Regions from separate parts of the Zea mays genome. Here region 1 is linked to region 2. The links are chromatin contacts, called in public Hi-C maps. All regions are on one chromosome and are shown on one strand. The core of a region is the stretch at or near the end of the contact, and the rest is flanking DNA. Distances in the headings are between cores, read along the strand shown.

Evidence for each region. Hi-C and Micro-C count contacts between places; a contact is called where the count stands out from the background.
Region 1: a Hi-C map of leaf shows a contact between it and region 2, with 7 times the contacts expected there. The contact joins the promoter of LOC103636806 here to the enhancer-like site in region 2. A contact is called at or near these places in 12 of 25 Hi-C or Micro-C datasets (bundle sheath, ear, endosperm and 5 more) and 1 of 3 datasets of contacts at active chromatin or transcription factors (seedling).

Annotation. Positions count from the first base shown.
Region 1 is chr8:20,112,851-20,116,693 of Zm-B73-REFERENCE-NAM-5.0, reverse strand. LOC103636806 (eukaryotic translation initiation factor 3 subunit A-like) reads right to left here and starts at 1,578. Exons shown (of 14, transcript XM_020543271.3): 1 at 1,394-1,578; 2 at 1,142-1,256. The coding sequence starts at 1,187.
Region 2 is chr8:19,882,894-19,886,762 of Zm-B73-REFERENCE-NAM-5.0, reverse strand. No RefSeq gene overlaps it. Among protein-coding and RNA genes, the nearest start is that of LOC103636803, 10 kb to the left of the region's middle. Within about 2 kb of position 1,377, at least 15 of the 20 cell types and tissues checked have an H3K27ac peak or open chromatin away from gene starts, as enhancers often do. A contact at or near this core is called in bundle sheath, endosperm, leaf and 2 more, where this site is marked.

The DNA.
Region 1 (3,843 bases), core at 329-2,828, 230 kb before region 2:
CATGTCATAGATTTTAACATTTAAATTGCCAACTAAGAACATTTGATTGAGGGAACCGTTTTTATGAAAGGAAAACAACATAGCTAGATAATACCAAGTTACCAACAATGCTACAAAGCCAGTAACCGATATTAATAGTGAACTTCATTTTGGTAAACATTTTTATCACTCCATTATTCTCACTCTAAGGTATTGCAACACTGCTTTGCAAGTTTTTTTTAAATTGGCGATCACAATCACAAGAATGCTCAAATTCAAGCCTTCCAGGTTGTTTTCAGGTAAATTAAATCATTTTTATGGTACATAAACTTTACAATACTCTTATCTAGTGGAGTGGGATTTCTGATTTCATACCTAGATCTAGTACAATATAGGTTTGGGTGGTGGGCGCTTTTTATAAATTATTAAAGATAGGCGCAGATGCATGTTATAGGACTCTGATATACATTGTGCCATTTATAAAAAGGTATTTCTAACTGAAATTTTAGTTTGCAATTTCTTTAGCCATTTGATCGAAATTCTGAACTCCTCTTGCACCCCTCTATGTATCTCTCTAGCTTCACCACCAATTACATGACATAATTCATCAAAACAAAACAAAAAAAACTCAATGGATCAGATTACCCCATGTAACAAAGCCTCTTAGTCCCAAGAAAGTTGGGGTAGACTAGAGTTAAATCCCAACAGAATCCGGTTCCCGTTCGCTCCTATTCAGAGCTCATCCTTTCCAGTCTCATTTTGCATCTTCCCATGTCAAATTTGGCCTTCCTCTGCCTCTCTTCCCCTTATTATCACATCTTAGGATAAGACTAAGCACTAGTGCCTCCGAAATGTCTCCGTTAGAGATATCCAAAACATGACAATCGGTGTTGGAGTTGAACAAGCTTCACGTTTGTATGCAGTGACGCTTATCTATACAACTTCCAAACTAACCTAACATTTAGAACCTACCACTCAGTAGCTTCGTCAACAGTAAATTTATTCTATCTAATCAGAGCAGGTAACAAAAACATCATCACATTATCGTAATTCGCAAGTGCCTAACAAATCCAGAATGTGAAAGGCATAACTTCAACACTACCGCGAGTCCGCCACGACAACCACCTGCGAATAAAAATCGAGCCAAGTCCCAGCGACTCACCTTCGGCTCTCTTGAGCGCGTTCTCAGGCTTCGCGAAAGTCGCCATGGTCGCTCCTAGGGTTCTGTGGCCGCGACCTACTCCTGCTCCGGCGCCACACCAACAAACAGGGCGGATCTAGTAAAAGGCATGTACATGTACAGCCGATAATTAGGTTAGAATGTGGTAGGCATCAAACATCGAAATAATTTGAGGATAGAGTTCGATAACTCGGTTTCGTACAGCAGACAGGGAAGTGAATGTGGTGGGAGTACCTGGTTGGCGCTCTTCGCCGCCGAAGAGATCGAGCAAGATCTCGGCACCTCCGCACCTTCCGTAGGGCGAAGAGAGCGCGCACGGCGGCTGGCACCGGGAGGAGAGGAAAAGGCGCGGCTGGCGGTTAGGGTTAATTCGCGGTATAAATGGACCTGGTTTAGTCCGTATTTGTTTACCAGTACTCCGCGTTTGAATCATTGAAATTGAATTATATTCTAATAATAATAATTTTAACATATATTAATTAATCTAATTCAATTTTATGTAAAATATATTTGTATATTATTATTATCAAGATGTTGTAAATATTTATGTGCTACATTTTTACTATAGAGGAGTAAAACGAAGAGTGTCATGTAAGTTACAGAGTAGAAACAAATTCTACCAATACATAAAATCATTTTCCATAATCCACTCTATGAATTTAAAATAGGCTTGTATCTAAACTTTGGAAAGTAGTGGAATGTCAAATTCCAAACTAAATAAATTACTTTATTTAGTGAATTTCAATTTCTCTAAAATGAAGAGATCCAAACGCCCGCTAAATTAATTCACTAGATTAATCCAGCTTAAATAAGCTAAGAAGCAAACAAACAGCACAGCTTATTGGGGCGAATTATATAATCTAGGCTCCTAGATTATTATAATCTATTAGCAGTCCATTAGGTGCTTATTTGAGATTATTCATTTGGTTTTTTTACTCACTGCCCTTGCAACTTTAGAGAATATTAACTACCAATGCCATCATGATGCCATATTTCTCACATCTATATGTGTACATTCGGGTCGCCTGTCCCAAGCCTGAAATGGTCCCGTCCGTTTAAATTTTGGGTCGGGCTGGTCTGTTTGAATTTCGGGTCGTGTCGGGCTAGCCCACGGGTCTAGTCCACGGTCTGGCACGCAATTGCTTAAACGTGCCGGGCTCATTTCGAGCGGCCCGAAATTTAATTTTTTGCTCGAAATTCACATCAAATCCTTAAATTCAATATAAAATTAATAAAACAAATAAAAGATAAGACAAATAAATTTGACCAAAAGCAAACTTAATATTTATATTAAGTTACAAAGTTATGCAATGACTACCTCGTTTAAAAATCAGTTTGTTAGAAGGAAAAGGAGTATAATCAGCTATATACAAAGTTCGCAAGTTTAGTTCATTATCTAATGTTCAAAACAAAAGTAAATTTACATCACATACTCTAACTCAAAGCTAAAAAGCATCTAGCTAGCATTATCTCTAGCTTTGTGTTCTTTATCAAGTACATGAAAGTGTGGAATGAAGTATGGTTTTAATGAACACTAGTACACTGCCCGTGTGTTGCAACAGTGCACAACCTATTCAATAAAATGTTAGTACACAATATTGCTTAGACAAAAATCCCATAAACAAGTAATAAAAAAACATGTGTATAACGACAACACTATTGTCGGGGACCATAATTAGGGGTACCCTCAAGACTCCTAATTCTCAGCTGGTAATCCCCATCAGCATAAAGCTGCAAAGGCCTGATGGGTGCGATTAAGTCAGGGATCAGTCCATTCGAGCGACTCGATCACGCCTCGCCCGAGCCTAGCCTCGGACAAGGGCAGCCGACCCCGGAGGATTTCCGTCTCGCCCGAGGCCCCCCTCCAACGGCGGACACATCTTCGGCTCGCCCGAGGCCCTGCCTTCGCTAAGAAGCAACCCTGACTAAATCGCCGCACCGACCGACCAAATCGCAGGAGCATTTAACGCAAAGGTGGCCTGACACCTTTATCCTGACACGCGCCCTCCGGCAGAGCCGAAGTGACCGTCGTCACTTCGCCGCTCCACTGACCGGTCTGACAGAAGGACAGCGCCGCCTACGCCACTCCGACTGCAACGCCACTTGACAGAGTGATGCTGACAGGAAGCCAGGCCCTGCCAAAGGCACCATAGGAAGCTCCGCCCGACCCAGGGCTCGGACTCGGGCTCAGCCCCGGAAGACGGCGAACTCCGCTCCGCCCGACCCAGGGCTCGGACTCAGGCTCAGCCCCGGAAGACGGCAAACTCCGCTCCGCCCGACCCAGGGCTCGGACTCGGGCTAAGACCCGGAAGACGGCGAACTCCGCTCCACCCGACCCAGGGCTCGGACTCGGGCTAAGACCCGGAAGACGACGAACTCCGCTTCGCCCGACCCCAGGGCTCGGGCTCGGGCTCAGCCCCAGAAGACGACGAACTTCGCTTCGCCCGACCCCAGGGCTCGGACACCGCCCTGGCCTCTGCCGACGACCTCCGCCTCGCCCGACCCAGGGGCTCGGACTCGGCCTCGGCCATGGAAGACAGACTCGACCTCGGCTTCGGAGGAGCCTCCACGTCACCCAACTTAGGGCGCAGGCCAGCCACGTCAACAGGAAGCGCCATCATCACCCTACCCCGAGCTGACTCGGGTCGCAGAGAACAAGACCGGTGTCCCATCTGGCTGTCTCC
Region 2 (3,869 bases), core at 128-2,627:
AGTGAGTTTAGAAAAACCACACAACCCCTCCGCTCTTGCGTGAGCCGTTGTAATTGTACCGAGTGGGACGAGAGTCTTGCGAGACCGTGACAACCGCGTTTTGTCATGGCCGCCACCGTGTACTGAAGGGAACGAGGCTCGCGGCGTTTCGGCCGGAAGCTCGATAGTGGAGACGGCGGGGAGCGTCCGAGAGGAGCCGGAAGTGAAGCACCACTTGCGTATGGAGAAGGTCCGCGACTCTCTACGGATTTACTCGACCGTGGTGTTTGGCCCTCACGCGAGCTACCCTTTGCGTAGGGGCACCAACGAGGATTAGTCGGAACCTTGCGTGGTTCTGGATACCTCGATAAAAATATCAGTATCATCCACGAGAGATTGCATCTCTACCTTCCACATTTTTATTAAGCATTTAAGTTTTAATCTTGTCTTTATAATTAAATTGTTTATGATTGAAACTTAGTCTTTGCGGTAGAGATAGCAACACTTAGCCAAAACCTAGTTTGCACATTCTAGTTTGATTATTTGTATAGTGTTGGTCACTTGTTCTCAAATGTTGTGAGTCAAGAACAAGGCAACATAATTGTTAAGGATTAAGGACCTTCGTCCTCCAAAATATTATCTCCTTTTGGATATAATAATCTTCAGACGAATGTCATGAAGGACATGCCTTCATGATTCATGAGGATAAGAATACATAAAGACAATGAATGTAATCTATTGGCTCTTACATATATGTATTTCATAATACATATATGAACATTAGCAAAGTTTGTATTACATTGATACATTCGGCTTGTTCGAAGGTGAAGATGCGAGAGCGATTACAATTCAGTGTGAACAGTACGGTGCTACTGTTTATCTATTTATAGGCACGGGACACAGCCCGAGTAAAAGTACATTCGTGTCGTTAACATTTACTCATAGCTATAACATAAATCATTAGGGACTAGCTAGTCTTTTTTTCTTTCGGTTAGCATTATGTTTGGTCTTCATCATCATTTTAAGCTGAAACTGTTACTCTTCGCCTATAGCTTCAGCGTTCATTCTTATTATCTTTAGGCAATATATTGGTCATGTATACCTTTGACATGGGAGAAAATCTCCGTCCTGAAGGCGAAGCTCCCTGTAGCAATTCATGTTATGCTAAAAACAGATGATTAGTCGTATTTTTAAGGACCTTTAGAAGAGAAAGACTCCAAAGTTTTATTTATGATCTAATTTAAAGAAAATTTTAGTAATCCTAATTCGCCCGTTCTTGGGTCACCGTTTCCTACAGTGCGGATTCAGCAGAGGCTCGGTTGCGTGTGGGAGCGGTTGAAAATTCCGCACGGTTAGCGTCACTAGGCACTTCCACCTGTACGGGCGTATGGAAATCAGACGCAGACAGCACCGGCGTTTTCCCCATTGCTGATGAGTTATCTTCACAGAGTCATGGGGGGTACCTCTGACCCACTTGTATTGGTGGTTTGTCCGTTTGTACATATGCGTATGGACTGCGACGCATCGCCACCAAGAAATCTAGCTGATGAATGCTTCTTCTGATTGTTGCACTGAGCGACCCAAGCAGGTTCATGAATCCTAGCCTGCAACATCATCTCGATTTTAGGGCTGTTTTTAAATGTATGAACTTTATAGAAAAAACATATGAAAGCATTAAAAATTTCCGTTCCAAAGGAGGTCAACGCAGTGTGGTTCTAATTTCTAAATACATAATTTATATAGATAGAGATATGATGTATAGATTTATAATAAAAATGTTATATTTATAAAAAAACGATTAACAATTTGAACAAAGTGCTATATTCTATTATATCCAAAGGAGCCTGTTTGTTTAAGTTTGACATTTTTGAAAAGGCTATATCTGGCCCAGACATATAGTAGTACTATGCAGGCGTCCTATTTTGTGCGTCAGGGACCAGGATTTATTGCCAGACATGGGTTTGTTTTACTAGCAAACCACAATCCAAACACGTTCTAATTGTTTCCTAGCGATGAGGTGGCACTCCGTCATAAGTCCACCCACCACTTGCCACTGTTCGTGCCAAATATACTTTCAAATCGGCGTTTTCTTGAGACTTTCTAGCTTTTGCCATCCGCGTAAAGTCACTATATACCTAAGTGCAAGGGCAAATATATGGGCACTCTGTCGATGATCTTATTATGCCCATAGTCAATCTGATACTTCCTCGATCTTAAAATAAGAAATTCCAATTCTTTTTTTAAAATTAAACAATTTTAAGTTTGATTGGATGTATAGAAAAAAAAAGAACGACTTGAAATGAACATCCTGGATCGATTATTACGGAATGTATTCTTACTTTTATTTTACTTCTTCACGTTCTAGTTGTTATTAATTTCTTTATAGACTTTATTAAATCTATATTGTTTGATTTAGAACAAGCTCGCAAGTTACTGTGTTTTGAGATGGAGGTAGCTGGAGGCAGCACTCACTTTATTTTTCTTTTGAACATTTGACGTGTATAACTTTAAATTAAATAGATTATTCTAAACGCCTTATATTTAGAAACGGGCTGGGAATGGCGTTTTTTTTTTTTTGAAAACCACCAAAATTTTATCTTTGACGGGGTACTTTAATAACTTGCTATATTTTTCTGGATTGAGCATGGGGACACACCTGACCTCTCTAGCTAGTTCTGAAGGAACTAGTAGAATTTAGTTCTGTTCTTACGACAATGTAAATAAAATCTGTACAGCTGCTTCTCGACGAACTATCTGAATCTGATCGTTACCATCTGCCGCTAACACAAGGATTCATCTTCATCAGTTCCAGGATGGGCCGCCTCCGCTTGGGCGGCCACCGGCGCGCGGTGAGGTCGGCGAAGGCGGCGAGGACGTGGCGGTGGACGCGGCGGTCGTTGTGGTCCAGGTAGCAGGACAGGAGCTCCTCCATGAACTCGCGGTACTCCGGCTCGGGCATCCCCTCGGCGCCGCACGCCGCCGCCATGCCGGCCATGGACTCCAGGAACTGCGCCCTGGGGTCGCTCGCGTACGTCTCCACCAGCACCGCCCCCCGCAGGGCCTCGCTATCGCTCTCGCCCGCGGCCGCCGTGTCGTCGACGAGCGAGGCCGTGGGCGCCGGCGAGACGAAGAAGCGGTCGGAGGCGAGCACCGCGCCAGGGGGCAGCTCGCTGGCCGTCCGCGGCGAGGCCAGCGCGCCGGCGACGGCGACGCGGCCGCTGTCGTGCGGCGGCGCGAGGCTGCTTCCGGCGGCGTGATCACCGTCGTCGTCGTCGCGCGCGCCGAGGGAGAAGGACGGCGAGGACGATATCGCGGCGTGGTACGGGTGGGACGAGAGCAGCTGCGCGCAGCGCTGCCACCGCGTCGCCATGGCCGAACCGGACCGGACCGGACCGGACCCCGAGCCTCTTCCCCCGCTCAATGAGCTAGCTGACTAGTGACTAGCTGAGTGAACGAGACCGAGCTCTCGCAAGTCGCAACGGACGCGAATGGCTGGCTTGCATAGTTGCATTTGCTCCTTCTTATATAGCGACAAATTAAAGCGTCGCCTCGAATAGACCAAAGAACAACAGACCAAATCTTCATTTTTTACATTAACTTTTCACCCTTCCTTCCGCTAATCTAAAATTGCGCGCCTGATTACATTTTTTAGACGAAGTTTAAGCCGACTTGGCAACTTTGTATGGCGCTTCGATATTTGTTTGGGAAAAGAAAAATGAAACTGACTACGAACTGTACGTTCTGTATACGGCAAGCTCGCTCCGCTGGTTCTGCCGACTGCTGTCATCATTCCGTAATCGCAACAGGGACACTGGTAGTCGTATCCTTGGCTGCCATGTTCTCCGAAGCGAACGGGGAACGGGGAAATTAACGAGTGCTGGCTTCCCGAC